Regions from separate parts of the Mus musculus genome. Here regions 2 and 3 are each linked to region 1. A link is a contact called in public promoter capture Hi-C data. All regions are on one chromosome and are shown on one strand. Each heading gives the region's core, a stretch centred on a gene start, on an enhancer-like site or on the middle of the called end of the contact. The rest is flanking DNA. Distances are from core to core; before and after follow the strand shown.

Region 1 (4,395 bases), core at 1,243-3,742:
AAGAGCACTGGCTGTTCTTCCAGAGGTCCAAATGGATACTCACAACTTGTTACTTTAGTCCCAAGGGATTCACTACCTTCTTCTGGCTTCCTTTAGTACATTGTGTAGATAGACATCAATGTAGGTAAAATGCCCATACACACATAACAATTAACAAGGGCTAAACAAACCTCAATCTTTGAGGATACAGTTAAGGCAACAGACAGCAAAGCAAAAACAAAGAAAAGCAAAGACTCTGCTCAACAAAGAAAGGGAGCCCCCACCCAGCAAAAAAAGTCTCACCATGTAGTCCTGGAACTTGGTTATATAGACCAGATTGATCTACAATCCACAGAAATCTACCTGCTTCTGCCTCCCAAGTGCTGAGACTAAAAGTGTGAGCCCCCACAGCCTGCTGGAGACACCCAGATGACACAGAACAGTGATGGGAACAACCTTCACATGACTGGCCACAAGGCAGCAGGATAACCTGGCAACATTTTTGGCTGAGAAATGGTTGAATTTTCATTGTAAGACTAGTCACCATACATCTCCAAGCACTTTCTTAAAACAGCCTTTATCAAGCTGGGTCCAAGCCATGAAATTCACAGAAATCAGTGTGCCCAGCCACCCTAGAATTCTTCTGTGCAGTTCCAGATAGAAATCACAAAGAGGCTATGCCAGAACATATCACTAAGGCTTATACCTGAAAGAGAAACAATACAAGGGACAGAATTCCTAGCTTGGCTGGCTCCTCTAGAAATTGAAGAGGTAAACATAAGTGGTCCAACTATGGTTGCTGGGTACTGCAAAATGTGAAAGAAATAGCCTGCAGAGACCTGCTTCCTGTCCACTCTTTTTTCTCTCTGTCTCAGTCAGCCTATCTAAAGATACTTCCAGGACCCCTTAACAGACTTACATCTTAAAAAGTTCCTCTTCATCTTCCTCCAGCGTTTTAATTTCTTGCTCGGGAAGAGAAACTATTGGCTCGAACTGGGGGTCGTGGTTGGACTCATCTGCATTCTCTGTGGAAGTATCATGGTCCTCGTGACTGTCCTGTGTAGAGAAGGTAGAGTGATGTTGCTGGCTGGTGGACTCGGTCCACAATGGGCATCATCAATCACAAATGGCATCTGGAAAATGCCTCCCCAAATTGGAAATTAAGCCTTTGGTTTTATCTTTCACATCATCTGATTGTATTTACAACCAGCATCACAAAAAAAAAAAAAAAAATCACAGGATATCATGAAACAAGACTGTGTATTTTGACACTCCTACACACTCAAACATCAATGGGTTACACACACCCAAGTCCTTGGCAAAGTAGCTTGGGAGAAACTTCCTCTTCTGTTAAAAAAAAAAATACCCACCATGAAAAAGAACATGATATACTCAAAAGGAAGAGCAGCCGTAACAGTTTTTACTGAGGGTTATCCAAGCACTTGTTAGTTTACAATCCCTCCAGCAATAATACCCAAGCTTGAAATTTTAAGCCGAAAGAAGCTAGGAAAAGTATGACAAATAAGCTCTAAGATTCTGACTCAACTTGGAGAATTACAAGGACATGCATGTTTAAATCTGACAAGATCACGTGCTTTGATAATATAGAGAAATCCCAGACTCACTACCTAACTCAACAGGATAAAGAAACAGAAACCTTTCGTTCGGTTTCTCAGCACTGCGGCTAAGCTGCGGCCGACACACGAGCCACCAACAAAGCCGCCCCCGCCCAGAGTCCGCGCGTCTAATATCTGTACCCTGCGCTGGGACGCGAGCTTTCCCCACCGAAGGCGCAATGTCCTAATGAATGAAGGGGTCTGCGTGCAACTGGAAGGAGGATTGCCGCCCCTAATGGGAAGATCACAAGTGGGCCACGACGGAGGAGATCGGCCACCTCCAGGTCCCCAGGTGAAGCCGGGAGCCCAGTTTGGGCATGGCTGTTCATCCGCAGACCACAAGGTCACGCGCCGCCCTGTAGACCCCGAGATCGGAGTCTTGGCCAGCAGCTCCCACTCGCGGACCCCCAAAGACCTCGAGCACCCCAGGCCCAGGCGCCTCGACAGGCCCCGAACCCGCAAGCCAGCGAGGGTTGGAGGCCGAGGCGCGGGCCGCCCACGTGGCCGCCCATAGCGGCCCTTGCCTCTCCGGCTGCCCTGCCCCACCCGGGCCTCGCTGTACCTTGGCGGCCGCCATGGGGGCGCGGCGACGGTGGCTCGACTAGCTCAGGCGTCGCTGGCTCGGCGGCCTCTGGGCGGCTAGTCGCAGCTCCTTTCCTCCGCGTCTGGCGCCGGCGCTCCCGCCCGTCCGCTCTTCCCTCCGCCCCCCGACCCGAACCCTGACCCCTGACCCCAGCGGCGGGAAACGCGCAGTGATTCAAAACCAGTGTAGCTTTATTGGCTCCGACAGCGGACATTCATTGTCCGGCCCGCCCCGCGCTTCCCGCCAAAACGCCCGCGGCGCATGCCCGGCCGCGCCTCAGCCCGGGGAGCGCGCTCTCCCGGCGACCCACGCGCGCACTTCCGCCTGCAGGCTGAGTGCCTCCGACGCTGGCGTGAGCGGCTGCTGGAAGGATCAGTCGGGACTCGGCGCGCGGCGGTGACGTCATCGGAACCAAGCCCTTAGAGAGAGGAGACGCAGCTAGTGTGCGCTGGCCAGCCGAAGGCAGGCGCAGCGTGTGGCCCTTGGGGACAGTGCATCCGCAAACCTCAGTCCCAGCTCTGAGCACCCGAGTTTTGAGTCCCTGTGTGGAGCTGCGGTCTACCTTCACGGCGGCGTACCTCGTATCTGCGCCCTTGTTGGGTGGGAGGCCGAGCCGGTGGTCCTCGTGAGCACCCTGGTCCGGGCAACAGACGAGCCAGGAGATGAGTGAGCCGGCCGCGGAAGTAAAGCAAAGGGAGACGTGCAGGAGATGTGGACGGGGTGGGCGGAGGTGGGTTGGGGCAGCAGTCATTACTGTCGGATCAAAGATAGGATGGGGGAGAATTGGGTCTCGAGAGTAAAAGAACGGGTTTCTCCAGGGCTTCGTGGAGTGTGCACTAATGGAGATCTGTCAGCGGTTTGGGGGAGCGAGTCATACCAATTAGAGCCTTCAGCCAGGCCCGTCTGTTCCCACGTAGGTTCCGGAGCCCATGGAGGACTGCGGCCAGGATGCCAGTGCTGTACCCAGCTCTGCGGCCCCACTATGTCAAAAAGAGGAAGCAGGGCCTGGGCCAGCTGCAGGGCCTGGAACGCAGCCTGGGCTCTACAGCTACATAAGGGATGACTTGTTCACATCAGAAATCTTTAAACTGGAGCTCCAAAATGTACCTCGCCACGCCAGCTTCAGTGACGTCCGGCGTTTTCTAGGCCGTTTTGGTCTACAGTCCCACAAAATCAAACTCTTTGGACAGCCACCATGTGCCTTTGTAACATTCCGAAGCGCTGCTGAACGAGACAAGGCCTTGCGAGTGCTGCACGGTGCTCTCTGGAAAGGCTGTCCGCTCAGCGTACGCCTGGCCCGACCCAAGGCTGACCCCATGGCTAGGAAGAGGCGGCAAGAAGGTGATAGTGAGCCATCAGTAACACAAATTGCCGATGTGGTGACCCCTCTGTGGACAGTGCCCTACACTGAGCAGCTGGAGCAGAAGCGACTGGAATGTGAGCGGGTGCTACAGAAACTGGCCAAGTGAGTGTGGTGCTGACATCCCAAGCAGAGCTGGGTTTTGCTCTTGGCCTGGTCCATTAGCCATGTAAGCAATTCAAGATACACACAGAGTTTATGTCAATGGTTCTGTACCATTGGTGGGAACCAGTGGGTCACCAGACTTTCAGAGGGGTTGCCTAAGACCATCAGAAAACACATTTACATCATGATTCACAACATTAGCAGATTACAACTACAAAATTAAAAAATGTTATGGTCGGGGATCACAACATGATTACAGGATCACAGGCACCATTAGGAAGGTTGAGAACCACCAGTCTGAAGTGGTCAACGAAAGAACTCATAAGGCCCACAACAGAGGGATAGTGAGGTCGCAAATGAATTGCCCAGTATGGATGGGGAACAGTGTTAAATCCAACCATGATGTATTTCATCCTGCAGAGAAATTGGGAACACTAATCGTGCCCTGCTACCCTGGCTGCTTTTACAGAGACAACAGCACAATAAAGCTTGTTGCCCCCTGGAGGGGGTCAAGCCATCACCCCAGCAGGTCAGAGAAATCCCATTCTGTGTGTATGGGGATGGGGGGGCTTGGGAGGCTGGCCCTTGTTCATGTCAATTTTATTATGCATATGCTCTTTGATATTTTTCTTGCTTTTCATTTCTTCCCAATGTTTGATAAGCCAGCAGTAAAATCTTGTTCTGTTACCCCTTGGGCAAATCTGGGTCTTTTGTTCACTATGGTATTTCTTCTTCCAGTGCTGGGTAATCAA
Region 2 (4,395 bases), core at 1,291-3,790, 4.6 Mb after region 1:
AGCTCCTGTTTCAGGGGGTCTGACTCCCTCACAGACATATATGCAGGCAAAATACCAATGCACATAAAATAAAAATAAACTTTTAAAAAGTAAATATTCTATAAAAGAAAGACAGAGAATAGATGTGGACACAGATTAGCTCTAGCACAATAATGGAAGAGTTAAAGACCCCACTCTTGTCAGTACACAGGCTATCCTGACAACAAATAAACAGCAGAATTCAACAGCATCCTACATCACATAGACCTACCAGACCATCTACAAACACCCCCAGTCTTCTCAATATCTCATAGAACATGTAAGATGCAGCACATAACAACACACAAAGCAAGCCTTAACAAACACAGGAAAAATGAAATAATCTCATTATGTAATCTGTCATCAATAGACTAAAACTAGAAACCTCCTCGAGAGGAACTATAGAACACACACTAACTCATCAACTTCAATTCCAAGGGATTCTCCATCCTCTTCTGGCCTTTTTGAGCAAAAAGGCATGCACTCACTAGGTTACATGTAGGCAAAGCACCTGTCTTAGTCAGGGTTTTACTGCTGTGAACAGACACCATGACCAAGGCAAGTCTTATAAAAACAACATTTAATTGGGGCTGGCTTACAGGTTCAGAGGTTCAGTCCATTATCATCAAGGTGGGAGCATGGCAGTATCCAGGCAGGCATGGTGCAGGCAGAGCTGAGAGTTCTACGTCTTCATCCAAAGGCTGCTAGTGGAAGACTGACTTCCAGGCAACTAGAGTGAGGATCTTATACCCACACCCACAATGACACACCCATTCCAACCAAGTCACACCTATTCCAACAAGGCCACACCTTCAGATGGTGCCACTCCCTGGTCCAAGGCTATACAAACCATCACAGCACCCATGAACATCAAAATAAACCTTTTTCTTTCTCATTGAGGTTTTGGCAAAACATCAATGTTTGTTCCAGCACTATTCACAATAGCTAACTTACAGGATGGACTTAGGAGTTCAACAAGAGAATAAAGAAAATGTGGCTTATGTACAATGTTTTCTTCCAAACCATAGAAAATGCAGCTATAGGATACAAAAGATGGCTTAACCATTAAAGGTTAGGCTCACAAGCAAAAATTTAGGAATGCAATTTTGTTGTATACAGGAAAATGGATATAACTGGAGATAACTATCTTGTCTAGATGACTATCTTGTCTCAGAGAAACAAATACATGTTTTATCTCAATGTGTGGCTCCTAGATTTTATATAGGTACTTAAAATCACATATGTGTATATGGCAATGCCAAATCACCTAGAGAAACAAAAGGAATAACAGCACAGAGAGAAAAAGGTAAAAATATATACATTATACAGTTTGACTATACAAGAAAGTACCATATACAATGACTATACACAATGAAACATTTTTAAAAGGAAGGGAGTTGATTATTCTGGAACATGCTACGATATTTAATAGGTGAGGATATATATCATTAAATTAGACAGCTTTGTAAGTTACCATAGACTTGGCCTTTTACTTTGAGTGCAATGAAAAGCCACTAAAGGTTTTAAGCAGGAGAGGATGATTTGACATAGTTTTTAAAAAGCGGGAGTGCGCTGGGGATAGTTCAGTCCATAAAGCTTGCCACTTACTTGCCATACAAACAGGGGGTCTTGAATTCCGCCCATTGTAGCAACTGCAACAACAACGTCCTGGATTCCCAGCACTCAAGAGACAGAGACGGTTCTCGAGCTCCTGGGTCCACCAGCCTAGTCTAATCTGTGATCTCCAGGTTCCCTAGTGCGCTCCCGAGTGCACACAATCATAGGGTGGAGAGCAGAGGAACTTTAAAATAGTGTATCAAGATATGAAGTTTGGAGGCAGGGAGATCGGTTATGAGACCTTTGCAAGCAGGAGATAATTATGACTCAGAGGTGGAGCTATAGTGGACAAGCACACATTACGGTTCACTGATAAAAATCTGAATAGGTTATGCAGGAAGCTAAGCTGAGAAGCTGTCCTAAACAACTAGTTGTCTGAGGTAAACAAAACTGGAGAAAAGAGCAACCGATGAACAAGCTCTAGTGCCTTTTATTGATTGCATGCTTGCTGTGTGCAATTCTGCTAGGAAACTTGCAGGAAAAAAAAAAGTTTAATTAATTCCCAACACTGCCAGAGAACGCTTTGCCTTAGTTCTGTAGAAAACAGGTTCGAAAGTGGGGTGGAGATGGGGCTGCCTCACCGCTACGGAGTGCTGGAAGCCGAATCTTAACTTAAGTCGGTCTCTATGGCGGCGTCTCTACAAGGTACCAGGTCCCTCTTTTCCACGGTAGCGAGACTGTAATAAGTTAGTACTGGGAGAGCCTATCCCCAGGCAAGACGCCCCACGTACTTTGACACCTCCTGGGGTTGCACTTCGGTGAGCGCTCGCAAGTCACGTGTGCACATGGCGTAGCTTCCAGACTGGTAGTAAGACCTCTCTCAAGCAATTGGTCGGAATCGGGAAGGAGCCTCGCGATTGGTGGACATTCGGGTTTCCTACAGCAGCGCGCTCTTTCTCGGCTCCTAACTCTCTCCGGTTCTCAGCCGCTTCCGGGCGGCGCGAACCTCTGACGTTTTCTCTTCCCATTGGCCGGCGGACACGACGGCTGTTCTGCTGTCTGATTGGCTTCCCGCGCCGCCTCGGAGGTGAAGTGTACCGCGCTGATTGGCTGCGGAGTGGCGGCCGCGTGTGATGTCCCCGGCGGCGATTGGCCCACGCCTGGCTGCTCGCCGGCTCTGGGGCTCCCGGAAGGTGGCAGCTGAGGAAGGGGCGCGCTACCTGTCTCCGCGGCCGGGCAAGAGAGAGACCCCGGCGTGAGGCGGCCTCCCTGGGCCGGAAGGGCTGGTCAGCCGACGCAGCGGCACCGGAGGCTGAGAGGGTAGGACCAGGGGACGCCATGGCCCCGCAGAACCTGAGCACCTTCTGCCTGTTGCTGCTGTACCTCATCGGGACTGTGATCGCCGGGTGAGGAAGGGGGCTCCCGCGCGTGCAGCAAGAGGCCGAGGGGCGGCCCTTGCTGAGAAGGACGCGGGTGACATCGAGGAGTGAGGGAGGGGCACTGCCGGGTCGAGGGACAAGGGGGTAGTGTGGGCCAGGCTGGCGGTGCAGGGCCAGGTTTCCCCCAGGAAGAGCGGGGGTTGGTTGCAGAGCCAAATACCACGTTTGGGGATTGGAGGGAGTTAAGTGGCTGTGAGCAGAAGAAGGGAGGCGGACGTCTGAGGGATGAGGCTCTTGATGGAAATGAAGGAAGCGAGTGTCAAGCTGGGGTTGAGATTATAGATACGTCCTTGACGTCTGAGTTCCAGAGTGGGACTGTGGGTTACCCAGTTTGCAACAAGCCTCCAAAAGGCTGACACTAAAGTGGGTGGGCCATGATGCCATGTCAAATGAGGAGAGCAAGAAAGGAAGCCAAGCTCAGACTGAAGAAAGTTGGCTTGAGAGAGCAGCAAGACACTTTAGAGAGACCTTGTACTTCCCACCTTCTTGGGCTAACGAACCTGAACTGTCTTCTTGCCTCGCTGCCTCTCACCATGGTTCCTTCCTGAGCTGGATGGTCTGAGTGACAACAGTTCTCTAACAGGCGATAAAAACTGGGATTCTAGTCTCATGCCACTCTTAGGAATCCTACAAGCTTGAAGGAACTGTGTCAAGTTCCTGAAATCAGGGATAACTGTGCCAACTTTCAGGGAGAAAGAGCAGGCTTAAAGTTTCTCCCAGCATTTAAATGCATGCACGACCCTATAGATGTGGTGACTTAGGATATGGTATGTTGGACTTGTGTTCTAGAATGCCTTCACCCTCAATCCCTTCTTTGGGCTGATGAAAATAGGTGGGTCAGAACTCAAGGTCATTTTCAGCTATCGACTGAGTTCCAGATTTGCCTGGCCTATATCACATGCTATTTCAAATATATACATAACTGCAAAAATAAAAACACACCAAAAGCTCATAGATGTCAGATTTTGACAATTTATAGGTTGTTCATAATGGGAAACTCACTGCTTAGCATAGCTTTTAAAGTTATTTTCTTTATTTTGTTTTGTTTTGTTTGCTTTAATCTTATCATTTCTTCTTTGTGACATACTTTAAATTTCTCAAAGTTGACATTTCTTACATACACTTTATTGTTTTGTTCTTGTTTGATTAAGCCACGGAGTACCCAAGGTACATCAACATACGATTTTGCATGTAGGAGTTGAGGTATGCTGGTCTCCAACTCAATATGTAGCTGAAGGCAGCGTTGAACTCCCTCCTGATCCTTCAGTCGTCACTTCCCAAGTGTTAGACTTGCAGGCATGAACGACCATTCCTGGAAAATACTAATATTGTTAATACTATAGTCACTCATAAAGCAGCCTCTGGGGAAATAATGCTGACA
Region 3 (4,395 bases), core at 710-3,209, 3.8 Mb after region 1:
GGAGAGCAGACTCCGAATCTTGGCTGGGCACATTGGAGGTTTGGGTCTGGGTGAGCTGTCCTGGGGGAGAGGAGGAGAAATGAGCCTGCCTCCTGCAGATAACAACATTGGGTGGGCTAGCTGGAGCAATGCTAGAGAGGGACCTCACCCTGTGGTGTGAAAAGGGAGAGCCAGCGCGCTGACCAGTTCAACTACCACCCATTCAGCTGCCTCTGCTTCACCTGCTCTAACCACTTGCCTCTCCTTGTCTAATTCTCATGACCATCATAGCAGGGAGCATGTCAGCAGGAAGGCATAGTGCTGGACCAGTAGTTGAGAGCTCACATCTGAGGACCAGGTAGATCCTCAATGCCCCGGTGTGTGCATTAGGCAGGTAATTTTCATTAGCATATGGCCTTATACACCCAATAGGAAAGATAGAGCCTGGTTTTTGTTGTTGTTGTTTTGTTTGTTTATGAGAAGGTCTTTCTACTTAGTTCTGGTTATTCTGGAACTAATTGCGTAGACCAGGCTGGCCTCTAATTCACAGAGATCCACCTATCTCTACCTCCCAAGTGCCGGCATTAAAGGCATGTGCCACTATGCCCAGCAGTGACTGTTTTTGTTTTTGTTTTTTGGGTTTTTGTTTTTTGAGACAGGGTTTCTCTGTGTAGCCCTGACTGTCCTGGAACTCAGTCTGTAGACCAGGCTGGCCCTTGAACTCAGAAATCTGCCTGCCTCTGCCTCCCAAGTGCTGGGATTAAAGTCATGTGCCACCACCGCCCGGCTTTGAGACTGTTTTTAATACTTCAAGGGACTGCACTCCCAGACATTATGCTTAAGTCCATAGGAGATATTATTTAGACATTTATTTCTAATGGTTTTCCTTTAATCCCAGCACTCGGGAGGCAGAGGCAGGCAGATTTCTGAGTTCGAGGCCAGCCTGGTCTACAAAGTGAGTTCCAGGACAGTCAGGGCTATACAGAGAAACTCTGTCTCAAAAAACAACAACAACAACAACAACAAAACAACAAAAAGGAAGAAAGAAAGAAGAGAAGAGAAGAGAAGAGAAGAGAAGAGAAGAGAAGAGAAGAGAAGAAAAGAAAAGTGTATACATTCCCAGAGAGGATAATGAGAATTGATTGCTACCTGACAGCTGAGGGGAAGAGACAAGCTGATTAGAAAAGGCCACAGGAATCATTCAGTCCCTGTTTCTCGGAAGCTTTTCCTAAGAAGTCGTGTCCGTCTGCCCTACTCACTCCCCAGCATCTGGTTTAACTTTCTCTAGTTCCATTGCGCATTACAATCATTTATCACATAAGCAGGTGACCTTGTATTCTAATTTATAAGTATCTATGAAAATGTCTCTCCCAGTAAACTTGCACGTATGCGTGCGGAATGAGCCCTAATAGTTAGACTGGCTCAAATGCTAGTGGTTAGCTCCATTTTCTTAGGCACATGGTTTAATTGCTATATACCTTTGGTTTTTATGACATTCCTAAAATTCCCCACTGTGTCCGGTTGCTGTAAACATGACGGCAATCCGGGTAAAGTATTAGACCAATGTATATACAAAATAAAGCGCAAACCCTTACATACTCATTAACTAACCTGACCTATTTTCCACCCTGCGCATTCTTTTACAGAACCCTCCACTGTCGGGTTGCTTGGGTAGCTCTCCCGGCCCAGCATCGATACACGTGGTTTGGGTCTGTGGGCCTTGTCCCGAGATCGACTCCTGACTGGCTCTGCCAAAGAGAAAGCCCCGCCCTTCGGTCTGCCAGTCAGACCCGCGCAAGAGCCCGCTCTCCCCGTCCCGCTTCCTGTTGCTAGGCTTACAAGGAGCAGGCCCAGACTGCGCATGCTCAGACTCCGGAGGCCGCTTTCCCGTTGGGCGGAAGAAGGTGACGTCAACGGCTTCTAGAGAGTCCTCCCCTAGCCCGGGGAACGTTAAATCTGTGGGCCCTCTGATGGCGTCACAAGTCCGCGCCTGATCCTGGCTACGGCTGAAGCGGCGAAGGCGGCAGCGGCAGCGGCAGCGGCAGCGGCGACGGCGGCGGCGGCGGCGGCGGCGGCGGCGACAGCTCTGGGGTTCGCGTCTCGGGGTGTGTCGGCCGCCGCTGCTGCTCAGGCCTGGAATGTACAGATGGCTGGCTAAGGTTCTCGGCACCATTCTTCGCTTGTGTGAGCGGCCCGCGCCCGGGGCCCGCGCCCTACTCAAGAGGCGGCGCTCCAGCAGGTAAGGTGGCCGCGCGCCGGTCGGGTCCCCTCCCCCGCGCTGGCGTTGGGCGCCGCGGGCCTGTGGGAACCGGCGACTACGGGACCGCGGAGGCCTGGGGAGAGTCCGTCCCTCTAGCTGCGAGCGGAAGGGGAACGGGAGGCCGGCGATGTGCTGCTCGCCGGATACGGCTCCTGTCGCCCGGTGTCGTCGCGGGCGGACAGCGCAGGAGCGAGTCACTAGGTTAGGAGTTTGCCCGTAGTCGTTTGACTGCGAGTGCTGTTGTCTTCGCACCGAGGAACAGCAGTTGTCTTGTTCGACAGCAACTGTCGGGGTGTGTGTGTTGGGCTGCAGGGGAAGGGAATGGTCCTGTTCTTTAACATCCTTGTAAGAGGCAGAAAGTATTTACGTACCGCACTCTTGTAAGATTCGGTTAAAATTAGAAGGAAATGACAAATATTAGTACTTAGCATCTACTCCTTTATTTACTTTACAGTGTCTTCCCTTTTAAGGGTTTATCTAGAAAACAAAATATTCTACAACTTCTATACTCCCCCCTGTCTCCCACTCTTACATTCTCCCTCCCTTTCCTTCCTCTGCTATGTCTACTTCACTTATTATTATGATGATGGTGATTATTTTTGTTTCCAGGTCAAGAGAAGTGGACAAAAGATTGGATTAGGGGAAGTAGATCAAAATGATTCATAGATGACTCCAGGAATGTAGGTCATTGGTGAAACTGGTTGTTCGCTAAACTGTAGCATGTAGTCCCATGGCTTCTACAGTTCCATGGGGTTCAGATAAGAATCGGTTAAGATGTTATAAAGTTCTCAAACTGATGCTTATGTAAGAATAGTTTATTCTCCCCCAACTGGATCTGGTGCACAATGAAACTGCATATTTATCGAACAGGGACTGGTGATCGCCTCACATTTTCATTCATAGTCCCTCGGAGTCAGCAGTATGCCGACCCAAACCTGAGTGTGGATGTGTCCTGGCCAGCCTTGACTTCTAGCTGCTTTCTGTTCTTTACTACATTCGGGGGCTCGTGGGTTATTTTGTTTTGTTTTGTTCTTTTGTTTTTTGAGACAGGGTTTCTCTGTGCAGCCCTGGCTGTCCTGGAACTCACTCTGTAGACCAGGCTGGCCTCGAACTCAGAAATCGGCCTGCCTCTGCCTCCCGAGTGCTGGGATTAAAGGTGTGTGCCACCATGCCCGGCTCGGGGGCTGGTGTCTTAAAAGATACTTTTTTCTAGGAACTAGAGCTGTGCCTTAGGGGCGGTGTGCTTGTCTGTCGTGCCTGTCCTGTCTTCAATCCCCAGCCCAGGGTATAGGGGTCGGGAGACATTTAAGCAACACCATTGCCAACTCCCAACTACTACCTTATCTCTTAAGGCTGCTTATATTGTTGCTTGAAATTAAAAAAAAAAAAAAAGTCTGTCTTTAGGGCCAGTGTCCCAAAACCAAATGATGTGTTGGTTTAATTTGGCCAGATTATACATCATAATGTAGTAGGGAGTGTTGAGTCTTTCCTACGGTCTAGAAATAGGACTCTGCTTTGCACCTTGCATCTCATTTTACGACTACATGGGGCACAAGAGAAGGAAGGTTGTGTGGTACGGAGCTTTTGTTTTGGTGTTAGGTAAAGAGACCACGGTCTTTTATATGCTAAACACATGCCCTACAACTGAGTCACACCTCCAGAGCTGAGTAAGTTTATTTATAGAAATGCACGTATGGCCTATATACATCCATCTTCTCCTTTCTTTGCAGCACTCTGTTTTCTACTGCAGTGGACACTGATGAGATCCCAGCCAAAAGGCCAAGATTAGGTACTACATCTTTGAAAATTAATTTGTTTTAGTAGGAAAAATACATGCATGGAACAAAACTCAAAAGGTAAAAAGTCCAGACAATGAGAAGTTTCCTCTTTCCTGCCCTTTCTCTATGCCATTGTCTTTCCTAGAGGTGACTATTTTCAGATATGTGTGTTGAATGTGTGTTTATAGTTCTAAGGTCTTCTGTAGTAAAGGTAATTTTTTTTTTCCCCTGAGGAGGAAGCCAGTTCAAACTGATTGATCTGATTCATCTGGCTGAGTGAACCCATATGCTTTGTCATCACAAATCTACTTTCTTGTATGTGACTGGTAGACAAGAATAAAAGTAGATTAAAGAGCAAGGAATAGTAGAATACTATAG

Evidence for each region. Promoter capture Hi-C pulls out the DNA fragments that hold promoters and counts their contacts. Capture Hi-C pulls out chosen DNA fragments and counts their contacts.
Region 2: a promoter capture Hi-C map of liver shows a contact between it and region 1, with 4 times the contacts expected there. The contact joins the promoter of Tbccd1 here to the promoter of Trmt2a in region 1. A contact is called at or near these places in 2 of 39 promoter capture datasets (liver and pre-B cells) and 1 of 484 Hi-C or Micro-C datasets (CD4 T cells).
Region 3: a promoter capture Hi-C map of liver shows a contact between it and region 1, with 2.5 times the contacts expected there. The contact joins the promoter of Senp2 here to the promoter of Trmt2a in region 1. A contact is called at or near these places in 2 of 39 promoter capture datasets (cranial neural crest and liver) and 1 of 9 other capture datasets (liver).

Annotation. Positions count from the first base shown.
Region 1 is chr16:18,246,391-18,250,785 of GRCm38.p6, forward strand. Trmt2a (TRM2 tRNA methyltransferase 2A) reads left to right here and starts at 2,493. Exons shown (of 12, transcript NM_001080999.2): 1 at 2,493-2,861; 2 at 3,096-3,643; 3 at 4,064-4,172. The coding sequence starts at 2,841. Ranbp1 (RAN binding protein 1) reads right to left here and starts at 2,304. Exons shown (of 6, transcript NM_011239.2): 1 at 2,158-2,304; 2 at 899-1,035. The coding sequence starts at 2,172.
Region 2 is chr16:22,855,129-22,859,523 of GRCm38.p6, forward strand. It overlaps Tbccd1 (TBCC domain containing 1), which reads right to left and starts at 2,541. Exons shown (of 8, transcript NM_001081368.2): 1 at 2,217-2,541. It overlaps Dnajb11 (DnaJ heat shock protein family (Hsp40) member B11), which reads left to right and starts at 2,717. Exons shown (of 10, transcript NM_001190804.1): 1 at 2,717-2,981. The coding sequence starts at 2,914.
Region 3 is chr16:22,007,525-22,011,919 of GRCm38.p6, forward strand. Senp2 (SUMO/sentrin specific peptidase 2) reads left to right here and starts at 1,960. Exons shown (of 17, transcript NM_029457.3): 1 at 1,960-2,218; 2 at 3,970-4,028. The coding sequence starts at 2,118.